Regions from separate parts of the Bombyx mori genome. Here region 2 is linked to region 1. Evidence: chromatin contacts called from public Hi-C data. All regions are on one chromosome and are shown on one strand. The core of a region is the stretch at or near the end of the contact, and the rest is flanking DNA. Distances in the headings are between cores, read along the strand shown. Region 1 overlaps LOC101740714 (serine/threonine-protein kinase MARK2). Region 2 overlaps LOC101740714 (serine/threonine-protein kinase MARK2).

Region 1 (7,418 bases), core at 3,321-5,820:
ATTATTCCTACGCCGCGGAAGTCAATCGTGAACATTTGTCAAGTACTTAATTCATTAGAAATATTTGTATTTGCCTGTGAGATTGGAACATTGCTCGATACGATGCGAATGCAATGGGTTTGTTGTCGTTTAGGCCGCGACGATTCTTATTTCTATCGACTCAATTAAAACAAATACGTTTCGATTTGCGTCTGTTTGCTTAGTGCGAGTTTTTTAACGTTCTCGATAGAGTAAAAGTTAACGCAATTTTGTATGCAGTTGGAACAGCGCCCCTAGCGGCAAACGTTGGCAAACGATCCCGTTCCATACAAATATGTATGAGCTAACTTTTACGCTATCGAGTACGTTAAAAAACTCGCACTAAGCACACAGCTTGTCGCCACGAAGCCGCGACCGACTAAGTCAGTCCACGAGAACTGCGTCTAAAATCTGAGAATACAGTGTTTTAGAATTTAAGGTATGAATTGCTCTTCTAAAATGAAAAAAGAAAAACATATTTAGAAGACAAATTTATTTTATCAAATTACTTAATAACAATTTAACCTTCACTGTGATAATTAAAAACTACATGTTTTGACTATTCGCGATTCCCGGCCGTTGGTAACTAGAAATAAAAACAGTAATCTCGCCTGTTGATATTAATGTCTTTAAACTAATATTTGATTAGTTCTTTCTGTAACTATGTGCCCGTAACCGAAAATTTTCAGGGTCATCACGTTTTAGGAAAGTGGAAATAAAAAAAAAAAAAAAAAAAAAAAAAAAACACTCGAATTTTGTTTTAATATAGTGTTTTCCAATCGTAAGTTTGTTAAGATTTGAATCGTCTATTTATAGTGTTATTTTTTTGACTACGTGCCTACTACTAAATAAAACTCTCGCGACAGCCCTGTATAATTCTATAACAAATAAAAAGAGTTTTGTGTTAGTGTAAATTGTGTGTTAAAAATAGTCTTAATGCCTCGTTCGAAGCGTGAGAATCTTATCTTATCTCGTCCCACCGTCTATTAGTACGATCCAGCTGAATGTAGAATCGTGTGATGAAGGTTAGAATATTTGATGAGCAGTTTATGTGCTGATGGTATTTTGTACCGTGTGTCCCATGGGAATTGTTTAAATTGATACCATCATCTCGTTTTTAACATCGCACCGCCCGCCACCGGAGTATAGTTTTGCCATCCGGCTTTGGAATGACCTTCCCTCCACGGTGTTTCCCGAGCGCTATGACATATTCTTCTTCAAATGAGGCTTGTGGAGAGTATTAAACGGTAGGCAGCGGCTCGGCTCTGCCCCTGGCATTGCTCAAGTCCATGGGCGACAGTAACCACTCACCGCAGGTGGGCCGTATGCTCGTCTACCTACAAGGGCAATAAAAATAAAACTTGCTTGGTCACGAAGCGAAGATCGCCATTCCCGATCCTGCGGACAGAATGGAAAGCAGTCGACGTCGCCCAAAACACGTCATCTCGGATCCTCCCGATCCACTAACGGTGCTTTTAGGTACTTCAAGCACCGGTCACCGTTCTCGTCGAACCCGTCGCTTGCGACGAAGGGCTCGACGAGTAAATTAACTCTCAGACACAGCCCACTGAGTTTCTCGCCGGATCTTCTCAGTGGGTCGCGTTTCCGATCCGGTGGTAGATTCTGCGAAGCACGACTCTTGCTAGGGTTCGTGTTAGCAACATCGTCAGGTTTGAGCCCCGTGAGCTCACCTACTAAAGTTAGGGTTACGCTGAAATAGCCGCTAGGGCTATCAGCTTAGGTAGGAAAAAAAAAAAAAAAAGAAGATCGCATGGTTTTGATATAATAATACTTCTAATGGCATTTATGTAGTTGCTTATGTTGACGCCTTATGTACTTATACTACAAGTACGTATCGAACATATGTGATTAGGAACGAATTCCACGATGCTCAAAAACGTCATGAAATAAATATAGCTCACAGTCCACCTGGTGTTAAGTGATACTGGAGCCCATAGACATCTACAACGTAAATGCGCCAACCACCTTTCAAACCGAAATGCATTACTGATTCAGGCAGAAATAGGCAGGGTAGTGGTACCTACCCGTGTTGACTCACATGAGGTCCTAGCACCAGCAAATAGGAGGTAATTTGAGGAAGGGGTTTCACTTGTATTGTGCTATTAAGATTTTTGACGTCGTATCTCTTTTTGATATGAAGGATTTGCACATTTACGTTATAGTGTCTACGGATGTCGTTAACCAATTGAGATTAGATGAGAAGTGAACTGGACTATCAATTTACGTCAAAAAAGGGTTTGCCTATCCTTCATACGGATTACTGCTTCTTTAAAACACAAAAGGACGCTGGTATGCCGGTACAGTATGTAATTTTGAGGTGTTTGGTTTAAAATATGATATCGGAGACCTCATATGAATCCATATGAAAATACGTTGAGTCAGTGAAATTCTTGGAAAATATACTCTCGGAGAGATATTGACTTTGCCGAGAAATAACGGAGACTAGTGTGCCAAAATCAACATTAAAAATAATTGTAATTGAATGCAAGAGATTCCATATTTTTATAATTAAGAAAAAAGGCACTTTCTGAAACTTGTTTTCTTTTTTTTTTTAGGCGGTAAATAAAACGACCTTAATAAAATGATGAAAAGCTAATGTAACCGGCATTCATAAAATTCACATAATGCGTATTGTAAAACGCCATCTAGCGGTGAATAGTTGTAGATTGTACGGTACAGAACGTGTTATATTTTTATTTTATAAATTTGTAAAGAATTAATTATTACAATAAATAAAGATGTGCATAGCCTTGAATTGCATATGAATATACCTTTGTTATTTCTATAGCAAAAATTAGCAAGGCAATGATGTTCATTTGTCTATTAAATCATAGATGGCGGCTCTTCTGATGCGAAATCTCATTTTCGTACTGTAGCATAATTGAATAGCTAGGTACTAAATGTACATAAGTTATTATGTTTAATATGTAAATATTTGTTGAAACTAAATGAATCTAAAATTACTACACAAAAATTTCACTATTATTTTCTTGTTTTTTTTTATGACTTCCAGTTTTATCTAAACAATTGAATAAATCTAAATAAATAGTTCCACTACGATAAATAAATTTGTGTTGCTAGTTATTATTACTGATCAAGGCTTTTAGTTCTGCTGTCTTGTATTGTAACATTGAAACCTGATTCGTATTAATTAAGGAATTGTCCGCTAGATGGCGGGACCAGTAACTTAAATTCACGTCACCAGATTGCTCAGGTTGACAAATACAGACATAAATAGACATTGTCGTGTGCAAAAGCCTTATTTGGGCTTAGAATGTGTTCTCGCTCTCTTTTCATATTGTGGTAGTGGGGGTTAATAGTTTTTGCAACTTCATTTTGAAACCCACGTTTGTATATAGGTGGGTCTGTGAACTTTGCAAGTAGGTAGGTAGTCCATTGTTACTATTAAACGACATGTCTTAAGTTTACGGAATACGGTGTAAAATTGGTTGACACTCAGATGACACGACTATTGATTTTAAATATAGCAGAGCTTTGAAAAAGATTAATTTGTTTTTTATTGTAATTTTTCTTTTTTCTTTTTATGAGCATTGTTGATTTGATGTTTTTTTTTAAAGTTTCCACTTATTTACTTCCGTATCTGTTGATTATTCGTAAATTTTTGTGGTACAAAAATTATGGAAGTGGTTATGACGTCTAGAAATATTTCAATAATTTTAAAATTTTCGAGCAATAAGGCTTCGTTGTGATGAAAAATATATTCGTAATTGAGTAAATAATTAATAATACTCTTATGGCTTAATTTTTACGTCATTTTTTTATTTGCTACGTTTCAAATATTTTGGTTTTCGTGGTCCAGACTGAGTAAACATTTCGCTCGAAATAAAATATCTAGAAAAAAAGCGATTTCAGTATAGGCGATTACGTATAATGTATGTAGGATTGGTAAGAACGGAACGTATGAAAAGATTGAGGAACGGAGCGTTAAGATATGAGTGAGAGAAAACGGAAAGAAAGGGAAAAGAGAATGACAGAGAAAAAGAAAGATGGCGAAGACTGTCAAAAAATCAGCAAGGCCTAATAAAAGTGTTAATTAATTTTTATAACAGAAGATCTTGGAACAGTGGAAGTTTTATTTTATACCCTGCGATTATCTACCTGTGCCTATTCTACATGTATCATCACCCTATAGCAGTCGAGTGCTGGACAGAGGCCTCTACAATTGCACTCCACCGAGCACGATCATCGGCTTCTCTCATCCAGCTCTAGACAGCCACCCTGCATAGATCGCCACTCCATCAAAACTGAGGCTTTCCTGCACTACGTTTGCCAATTCGCGGTTAATATGGAGTCGGAACGGCCTACGTTTGCTGCTTGGGGTGCTGTTCCAATTGCATACAGAGTTAACGTTTACGCTATCGAGAACGTTAAAAAACTAGCACTAAGCACACCTACAGAACGTCGAAAGACCGACCGTTGGATAGTTACACCAGTTACACCAGCGCACTGTGTTTGTGTGTGTGTAATGTAATGTAAATGTTTGAATAAATTACACGGTCGGTCGCCGTACCTCTGGCGACCGTGTGACTCACGCATTGCGCCGTCGCAACTATTGCATTTCGACGTCTGCGTTGCACAGATTGAAGCGTGTGGTACAAACGTGCAACACGGTTATATAATAACTACAGGTCTCCTGGTTAAGACCGCGTTCGCCCACCGGTCTTGGTAAAACTGGAAAGGGTTTGGGGCCATCAGTAATCCTTCCTTCCATAAAGTAATAGATTGGTAACGACAAAGTGAAGATCTGTCACCGGTATACCGAAGGTCTGAATGTTAAATGATAGCATTCAGTGGTCCCGAACTGGGCTGCCAACCGTTGAGCTCTTCTGAAGACTTCTGCTTATATTTCTTCACGTAAGAACAGTCGACAATAGCTTTTTTTTTAAGAAGGAAAGAATCATGTGTCGTAGCACAGCGAAAGGACACAGGATCCTAGTCAAAGAGTACGTCATAATGGCATTTAAAAGGGCATTGTCGAAGTTTCCAATCGTTTTCGGTGTTAGGGATGAACTCGGCTTCATTCCGGAAGAATCCAAAAGGTAGACGTTAAAGGAAAGAGATCTTCCGGTGTCTTACTTAATATGGGTGTTCCTCAGGGTTCCATATTGGGTCCCTTCTTATTTCTTGTGTATATCAATGATTTACCAAAGTTTATTGAAACCCGTCACGAGGTCGTATTATTCGCTGATGATACATCCTTATTGTTTAAAATTAAACGACAATTGGAAGATTATGACGATGTGAATGATGCTATCTCGCGCGTGGTACATTGGTTTAGTGTTAATAATCTGTTATTAAATAACAAAAAAACAAAATGTATAAAATTTACCACACCTAATGTTAGACAAGTAGACACTAATATCATTGTAAGTGGAGAGACACTGGAGCTTGTTGATTCGACAGTTTTTCTTGGTATAACAGTTGATTCCAGGCTGCAGTGGGGTCCTCACATATGCAAGCTAGCGAATAGACTTAGTTCTGCAGCGTTTGCGGTAAAAAAAATACGAACGTATACTGATGAAAATACGGCACGTCTAGTTTATTTCAGTTATTTTCATAGTGTTATGTCCTATGGCATTTTGCTATGGGGCAATGCTGCCGATGTCGAAACGATTTTCATCCTGCAGAAGAGGGCTATTCATGCTATTTATAATATGCACCCGAGGGAATCCTTGAGGGACAAGTTTAAGGAAATCAAAATTCTAACTTTAGCGTCCCAATACATTTTTGAAAATTTATTGTACGTGCGTAAAAACATTATAGAATTCCCCAGAGTCTGCGATTTGCATAATGTGAACACTAGGAACAAACATAGGCTTACGTTGCCGGCGGCTCGAATTAAGAAAATAAGCAACTCTTTCAGGGGGCTGGGTGTACAACTTTTCAACAAGATCCCACAAAACGTTCAATTACTACCTGTTCATAGATTTAAGAAAACTGTCAAGGAACGTTTGTGCAACAAGGCATATTATAAAGTTAAGGATTTTTTACTAGATGGCACTACGTGGGAATGAGGCGTTCGCTCCTGGCCTTTTCATTTTTCATTATTATTATTATTTATTTGAATTGTATTTTTTTGACTTGTTTTTTTGTATACTGTAAATATGTTTTCTTGTTTAAAAAAAGAAAATAGTTGAGAAAATTAAAAAAAAAAAAAAAAAGCCCGCTGAGTTTGTTTCGCCGGTTCTTCTCAGGACTGTGGCTTTTTTTGGAACCGGTGGTAGAGTTAACATTTTCTTTTACATTTTGACATTCAACAAGTGTGTTTTTGATGACATCCAAGTTGAAATAAATGATTTTGAATTTGAATTTGAATTGATGGAATTCTAAAAAAAATTCCCCGGGCAACACTCCCTGTAGGAAACTATAAGAAAAAAAACCTATCGAAAATAAGTGTTTATGGACTTATGGTTCCAAGCATTCGGAAATATTTACGTGGTTTAATTATTTTGTTCACAATCATGCTGAACTGAGTGATTCGGCCCACTGAGTTTCTCGCCGGATCTTCTCAGTGGGTCGCGTTTCAGATTCGGTGGTAGATTCTGCGAAGCACTGCTCTTGCTAGGGCTAGTTTAGCAACACTCCGGTTTGAGCCCTGTGAGCTCACTTACACGTTAGGGCGAAGCTGACATAGTCTCTCAAGGCTATCAGCATAGGTAGGGGAAAAAAAGAGTGATGCGTCGTATGTTTCAATAACCGGTAATATGAATAAAGCAATAAGAGTGTAAATTTGAAAGCAACGTTACAATATTACATTGGACTAGATAAAGCTCTCGACCGATTCATTGTGCGCACTGTCGAGATCCGATGAGTCACGCGGCTAGCTCGTCTAACTGTAATTCTGGACGGTTTCTGTGTGAATTTGTTCTTTTTTTTTGCTCAAGTTGCGCAGACAGTCTCTCCTCAGCATATTTGATGTTGACTTGGAGGAGCCCATAAAGATCATAACGTGAATGTAGCGGTCTACTTGTACAACTTACTGGTGGTAGGACCTCTTGTGAGTCCGCACGGGTAGGTACCACCGCCCCGCTTATTTCCGCCGTGAAGCAGTAATGCGTTTCGGTTTGAAGGGTGGGGCAGCCGTTGTAACTATTCTGAGACCACAGAACTCATATGTCAAGGTGGTTGGCGGCATTTACGTTGTAGATGTCTATGGGCTTCGGTAACCACTTTACAACAAGTGGATTGTAAGCTCGTCCACCCATCTATGCAATACAAAAAAAAATATATGATACGCGCCAAACATTTTGATGCGACTGGACAAGAAAAAAGGGGTATGCACGGACCAAGATCGCGTGATTCTCCGGAAGCGAAACCCGCAAACCGGTTCCGACGCAGAGGCTTTAGTGCTGGCGAAA
Region 2 (7,418 bases), core at 3,670-6,169, 88 kb after region 1:
GTAACTTCGCGAAAGTGAAACTGGCGAAGCACGTTCCCACCGGCAAGGAGGTGGCTATCAAAATTATAGACAAGACGCAGCTCAATCCGGGCTCGCTGCAGAAATTATTCAGAGAGGTACGTAGTTTGAGGGCTATTTGTAGTTTTGGAACGAAGCTCCTTATGGGACGACGCTGAGGGGTACCCTAGCCGGAAAAAAACGTCCGTAACGTAAGATTTTTATTAGTAATGCACACAGTGTACGACTTAACTTTGTAATAACGTACAAATTAGTACTGCACACAGTGTACGACTTAACTTTGTAATAACGTACAAAAACATATTTTTTATCATTCATTGACCACGATCTCAGAGCGTTCGTTTGCACAATACACTAACTCTTATGCAAACAACCGTGAATGAAGTGTACCACAATAAGTTCGCACGTTACCGAATGACCGTGGGTTGTTGCGAAACCTCCAGTTTTATTTTCTTTATACCTCGAATAGAACTTAAAATTAATATTTTTATAATAAGGAACTTCGTTCCTATTCTGTGTCCCACGACACCATACACCTTTTTTTGTATTCGAAGCTCTGCTGCGTCTGTTAGTCTGGTGTACACCGGAAAGTCAATTGGCGCGCTGTTATTATTGCGTATTTGCGGTCAATATTAGGGTTTATTGTGTGAACAAGCTTAGGTCTCTGTTGGTGTAAAGTCGTTGCTGAAGCCCTTACCCATCATAGTCTAAATGCCGTCTTAACCCACCTTGAAATGGGAGGTGGGAGTCCATATAACGAAGGACCATATAACTATTTCTCATTAGAAGTAGGCAGGACCTACCTTTGCGAGCTCGCAATATGCTCTGCCACCAGTAAATACCAGTTGGTGATCGCAGTGTGTTGTTTGTTGTCGGTGGTTCGCTTGACCGCCTTTTGTGACATCTACGCCAAGATGGTTTGGTGGTGGTGGAAGTTCTAGGGCGATACCGTACAGCCACGCTCAAAACCTTGAGACAGTCTGTACGTAATACAATTGAGACGTTCTATCTCAAGACAGGTGACGGAATTTCACACAATTAATTCAGTGATCGTTGAGAGAACTTTTAAAAACGTAAATATTTTTGTTCCATGGAAAACTTAGGGCAAAGAAAACAGTTCCTTAACCAAGGTCCATAATACAAGACCGTCTCTTTGATTTTGTACCTTTTGGTTTTTTTTCCAGGTGCGAATAATGAAAATGCTTGATCATCCGAACATTGTGAAGCTCTTCCAAGTTATAGAGACTGAAAAGACACTTTACCTGGTCATGGAATATGCTTCGGGTGGAGAGGTGAGTCGTCTTCATAGCAATACGAATATTTTTAATGCCATTTTTAGGGCTGGACGAGATCGGAGACCACCAATTTAAGTTATTACGAATATTGTATTTAGTAATTACCGGATACCATAGACACCCAACAACGTGAATGCTGCCACCCTGCAGGAGTTGTAAATGTCAGTTTTATTTTGATTACAACGGGTGCTACATTTTTCAAACCGAATTGCCAAATTAAGGTTGTGAAACCTACACGTTCGGGCTTTCAAGAGGTTATTAATTATTATTAACTAGCGACCCGCCCTCGCCTCGCTTCGGAAACTGTAATTTATTATTGATTTCTCCACTATTTAATGGATGTTATTGGATGTTAATGGACATATGAACCTTCCTCTTCAATTACTCTATCTATTAAAAAAAACGGCATCAAAATCCGTTGCGTAGTTTTAAAGATTTAAGCATACATAGGGACAGAGAAAGCGACTTTGTTTTATACTATGTAGTGATTTATCTGCTTGGTTTTCGAATCGTTTTGGGTCCTATGTGAAAATTTATTAAGAATTAACGATCATTAACGAGGACGAAAATGTTACAGGTGTTCGACTATTTAGTGCTACACGGCCGCATGAAGGAGAAGGAGGCCCGTGCTAAGTTCAGGCAGATAGTTTCGGCCGTCCAATACTGCCACCAGAAACGGATCATACATAGGGATCTCAAGGTAATAAGGACTATAATAATATTAATCACTTTAAGCTTTAAGCCGCGACTCCGTCCGCGTGGAATAGTTACTTTGGCGTAACGTTTAATGTTACCCCCACTACATTTACGTCAGCGGTCTGGGAACCGGGGTAAATTACCCCACATGGGGTAGTTTTATTGAAATGAAATTTTAGGGGGGTAAAAATGAAACTTTTGTGAGTAAAAAGTATATATTGAAGTGAAACTTCTTTAGAATCGTAAAATTTTTAGTTATTGTTTTCTTTTCTAAATTATCCAAGGAGCTTTAATATGAAAGATGCTAAAAAGAAGCGATTTCGTTTTTTTTTGTTCTTCGCCATGGGGTAATATCAACCTACACAAAAATATTTTGGGGTAATAATTTAAAAAAGTTCCCCGACCGCTGATTTACGTAGAAAGTGAAAATATTTTTGTATTATAGAATGTTAAAGGAGCTATTTAAACCCCTATTTTGAAACATTATTTATTGGTGCTCCACTTGTATTGGTCTTAGCGTGATGATATATAGCGTGAGCCTATAGCCTTCCTCAGTAAATGGGTTATCTAACACTGAAAGAATTTTTCAAATCGGACCAATACTTCCTGAGATTAGCGCGTTCAAACAAACAAACTCTTCAGCTTTATAATATTAGTATAGATAAACTATAGTTTCGATCCTAGTGTCCTTATGTAAGGTTTTTTGAAGGGAGGCTTATGTTTGGGACCGTTGTCATTTTGATATTTAATGAAACGTAAAAGCGACACTAAAGTAAGATGAACTTATATAAAGCCGTTGGAGGGAATGAGATGGAACGATTCGAAACGATTCACTTCTTACGTACGTGAATTGCACGCGTCTTTTTTATTTATTGTTCTAAATGTGCTGAAGATGTCACAGTGTAGACACAACGATGTGTATACCTCGAGAGTTGAGGTCGACCTCAAGTCACGGTTTTATTGTGTAACGTTGTCTCATTAGGTTTTGAGTTTTTGAGTGAATATCTGAAGACGTAGCGTGGGTAGGCCTCCCACACAAGGTCGACCGACGAGCTCTTGAAGGTCGCGGGAATCCACTGGAAAGAGGCAGCGCAGGTCCCTTGATTGTGGCGAGTCTTGCTGAACCCCATGTCCATCCGTGGACGTTTGTGGGCTAAATAGGTTGCGAGTTATTTCCTCCATTATGATCTGTTAAACGTTAAGATATTCGGTAAAGTTCACGCTGTTGTATTAGTGGTCACTCGACCTGGGCACATAATCTGGTAAAAATCATATTGATGGTGGTTGAAGGGTCTTGTGATTACACGTGAGTTTCAAGGGTGAAATGGTGATCGTTAGATAGCTGGATGACATTGTTGGGTAAGACTATAGAAATCTGTGAAAAATCACGTCAATCTTTTGCATTGGAATAAGATAGGACAATCAAACAGACAAAGCTCTCGATTCACATTCGTGTATTGTTATTTCAGGCCGAGAATCTTTTATTAGACGGCGAGATGAACATTAAGATTGCCGATTTCGGTTTCTCTAACGAGTTCACGCCGGGAGCGAAGCTGGACACCTTCTGTGGCAGTCCGCCCTATGCAGCCCCTGAACTGTTCCAAGGTTTGTCTATATTAATATACAAGCGGCCCGCTCCGGCTCCGCTCGGGTCTTTAACAAAAATTTCAACGGTATTTGACATTGTTTTATTTTTTAAAATAAAAGAACACTTATTGCGGCATAACTATAATTGTTAGACATATGCTGTCGCGACATTATTTTATTCTATCATAAATAGTTTTCGCAGTGCACGCGATTATTTATGATATTACGAAGAATATTTTAGGTAATTTTTTTACACCTTGGATTACATTATTGGAGTTTTAGTAAGGATCTCAATTTAAAAAAAAAAAAAAATTATATAGTCTATGTCACTCGGGAATAGTGTAACTTCCAAACAGTGAAATAATTTTTCAAATCGGTTCTATAGTTTCGGAGCTTATTCAATACAAAGAAACAAATCTTTCCTCTTTATAATATTAGTATACATAAATCTACAGTGGTTTTTACGGATGCTCCGTTATAACTACTGAACCGTGCATCCGGTTGACTTGAAACTTGGTATCCATGTAGAAAATACATGTACTTAATGGATAGACTATTATTTATATGAGCGTTGGACACCCTACACCGGTTGCGGGGGCGTTAATGATGAGAATCTTTGTGGGGGTGAGAAATAATAATGTTAATTTTGAATGGCCAGCGAAGCGGACGGGTACAGCTAGTCGTTTCTAAGGTTGTGATTCTATTTTCGTAACGATCACAACTAGGCAGGGCTGGACGTATCATAACAGATCGTGAACTGGCCTTTTTTCACTGGTGGTAGGACCTCTTGTAAGTCTGCATGGCTAGGTACCACCACCCCGCCTATTTCTGCCGTGAAGCAGTAATGCGTTTCGGTTTGAAGGGCCGTTGTAACTATATTTGAGACCTTAGAACTTATATCTCAAGGTGGGTGGCGGCATTTACGTTGTAGACGTCTATGGGCTCCAGTAACCAATTAACACCAGGTGGACTGTGAGCTCGTCCACCCATCTAAGCAATAAAAAAAAATTAGCCAAGTCGAAGTCAATTGTTAAGTAGGTATTTCATTAGAACATTTTGTACCCGCCTGCGGGATTCGAACACCGGTGCATCGCTTCAACACGAATGCATCGGACGTCTTATCCTTTAGGCCACGACGACTTACATTTACATTCGAGTCCCTCTTTTAACTGCTTTTCATAGGTATTCGGTGTAAAGTGTACTTATTCGCTGTACTATAAAAATGACAGGCAAGAAATACGACGGTCCCGAGGTCGACGTGTGGTCTCTGGGCGTGATCCTCTACACGCTGGTCTCCGGCTCGCTGCCCTTCGACGGCTCCACGCTCCGGGAGCTACGCGAGAGGGTGCTGCGAGGGAAATACAGGTACGTGCACACACACACTAGCGACATCTCTGTGTCGCCGTCTGGAACTAAATAGTTTATGACGATGTCGCTAGATGGCGTTATTATAAAATAAATTTGTAGGTGTGTTTTTATCGAATGAATTATTGCTTCGCGTTAATTAAACAGAACGCGGTTAGATAATGAATTTTTACAAAATGTTATTTACTATGCCTTATCAATGTCTTGCCTTCTTCGTACGTGTCTATTAAGCAAAAAAATAATAATTATGTGTCATATTTTTGACGATTTTAATTAATAGAATTAAAATCACATGACACGTAATTTGGTATTCTTTGAGAATTGATACTAGCAATGTATATGTTACGGTAAATGTACACTCTTGGGAAATGTACACTTTTACCGGCAAATGTACACATTTTTTTTTATTGCTTAGATTACTGGACGAGCTCACAGCCCACCTGGTGTTAAGTGGTTTCTGGAGCCCATAGACATCTACGACGTAAATGCGCTCCCCACCTTGAGATATAAGTTCTAAGGTCTCAGTATAGTTACAACGGCTGCCCCACCCTTCAAACTGAAACGCATTACTGCTTCACGGCAGAAACAGGCGGGGCTGTGGTGCCCACCCGCGCGGACTCACAAGAGGTCCTACCACCAGTAATTACGCAAATTATAATTTTGCGGGTTTGACCTTTTCCGGTTGATTGACATTTGACATTTTCCGGTAAACGTGCATGCACATTTGCCTCCTCGTTTGGGAAATGTGCATTCAACTAACAAAGAATGCGCATGCGCACCACATTACTAGCACTTGCGATTTCGCATTTTGTATGTCATGCTCACATTTACCAAAACGACATGGTCATTGTGAATTCAATGTACATTTGCCTTCTTTGTTAGTTGAATGCACATTACCCAAACGAGGAGGCAAATGTGCACATTTACCGGAAAATGTGTACATTTTTTATTTATTTTTATTGCTTAGATGAGTGGACGAGCTCACAGCCCACCTGGTGTTATGTGGTTACTGGAGCCCATAGATATCAACAACGTAAATGCGCCACCCACCTTGAGATATAAGTTCTAAGGTCTCAATTATAGTTACAACGGCTGCCCCACCATTCAAACGGAAACGCATTACTGCTTCACGGCAGAAATAGGCAGGGTGGTGGTACCTACCCGCGCGGACTCACAAGAGGTCCTACCACCAGTAAAACATTTGCCGCAAAATCTACTTTTACCGTAACTTATACACTGTACAGTATCGTTTTCTAATACAATTCTTTTTTGGTTTTTTTTTTATAAAACTCCAGAATACCGTTCTACATGTCAACGGACTGCGAGAATCTTTTAAAGAAATTCCTCGTCCTGAATCCTGCGAAGCGTGCGTCCCTAGAGAGCATAATGCGAGACAAATGGATGAACACCGGATACGAGGAGGACGAACTCAGGCCCTACGTCGAGCCGCAGCAGGACTTCAAGGACCACAAGCGGATAGGTACGTTGTGTCGCACCCCTGCCCTCCCATCCATCCCCCTATCTGCATTGTCCGCGAGTTTTAATAATTGAGAATTTGTATATCGCAATTCGATCTAAAATAACCCTTATTGCGAATTAAATAAAGTCGATTTTCGTTTGGCATATAAAATTCCACTGAATTGAGTTCTGTTCTATTAAAATGAGTCTAGTTTAGGTTGGCAATAAGTTAATGTACTTACCAGATTTTTTTTTAACAATTTCCAAAAAAATACCGTTAAAAAGTTACACTCCGACCGCTTTCTAAATAACCGGTAATTTCTGACTTTGACTTTGATTTTCACGGCGACTCGTACTAAATGTCACTAAAATGTTGCCAAACAAAAAAATTGTATACATCCAAGATTTAATTTTTTAATACTGGTATATTGGTTAATGTTGCTGTATAAGAAAAAAGAAAGATTTTTTGATAAGGGAAAATACTTCCCGATTATTTGATTAAAGGTTAAATAAAACATTTGAGACGATAAAGGACTGACTGTAAACGCTGCATTAGTCGATTAAAGCTCTTAACATTAGTGCACCAGAGCACAGTTTCGCTTACGTTCTGTTTCTACTTGTGACCTTTCGCCTTTCGAGCGATGTGCTCACCAGCTAACATGACCGTCTTGTGTTTCATGCGTACATCGTTAATCGGGTCAGCGCAAGTTGGTACGTGACGTATTTATCGATGACGGGGAACTATCGATATTATTTATTGTTGTTGATTAGTGTGTTAGCGAAGATGTCCCTTAGAAATTCTGTCTTGTTTATAGTCTAAGAATGACGAATGAAAATTATGATATCGAGGGCTGAAATGCTTTGGTTTAAGCAACATTTGTATTTGTAATTAAAGGTCCGTTTTATTTGGTACTAGCTGACCCGGCAGACTTTAAAGTGCCTCAATCGATAAATAAAAGACCTAAAACTTTTGTATAAAATAAACTTAAAACAAACAAA

The links. Hi-C and Micro-C count contacts between places; a contact is called where the count stands out from the background.
Region 2: a contact with region 1 is called in a Hi-C map of midgut, with 2.8 times the contacts expected there. The contact joins two enhancer-like sites. A contact is called at or near these places in 5 of 7 Hi-C or Micro-C datasets (middle silk gland, midgut, posterior silk gland and 2 more).

What each region holds. Positions count from the first base shown.
Region 1 is chr24:6,986,636-6,994,053 of ASM3026992v2, forward strand. All of the region lies in intron 1 of LOC101740714 (serine/threonine-protein kinase MARK2), which reads left to right. Among protein-coding and RNA genes, the nearest start is that of LOC134201253, 6.3 kb to the right of the region's middle. Within about 2 kb of position 4,571, at least 8 of the 8 cell types and tissues checked have open chromatin away from gene starts, as enhancers often do.
Region 2 is chr24:7,074,657-7,082,074 of ASM3026992v2, forward strand. It overlaps LOC101740714 (serine/threonine-protein kinase MARK2), which reads left to right. Exons shown (of 23, transcript XM_062675698.1): 4 at 1-116; 5 at 1,203-1,310; 6 at 1,891-2,013; 7 at 3,479-3,614; 8 at 4,826-4,961; 9 at 6,257-6,441. Among protein-coding and RNA genes, the nearest start is that of LOC101746552, 82 kb to the right of the region's middle. Within about 2 kb of position 4,920, at least 5 of the 8 cell types and tissues checked have open chromatin away from gene starts, as enhancers often do.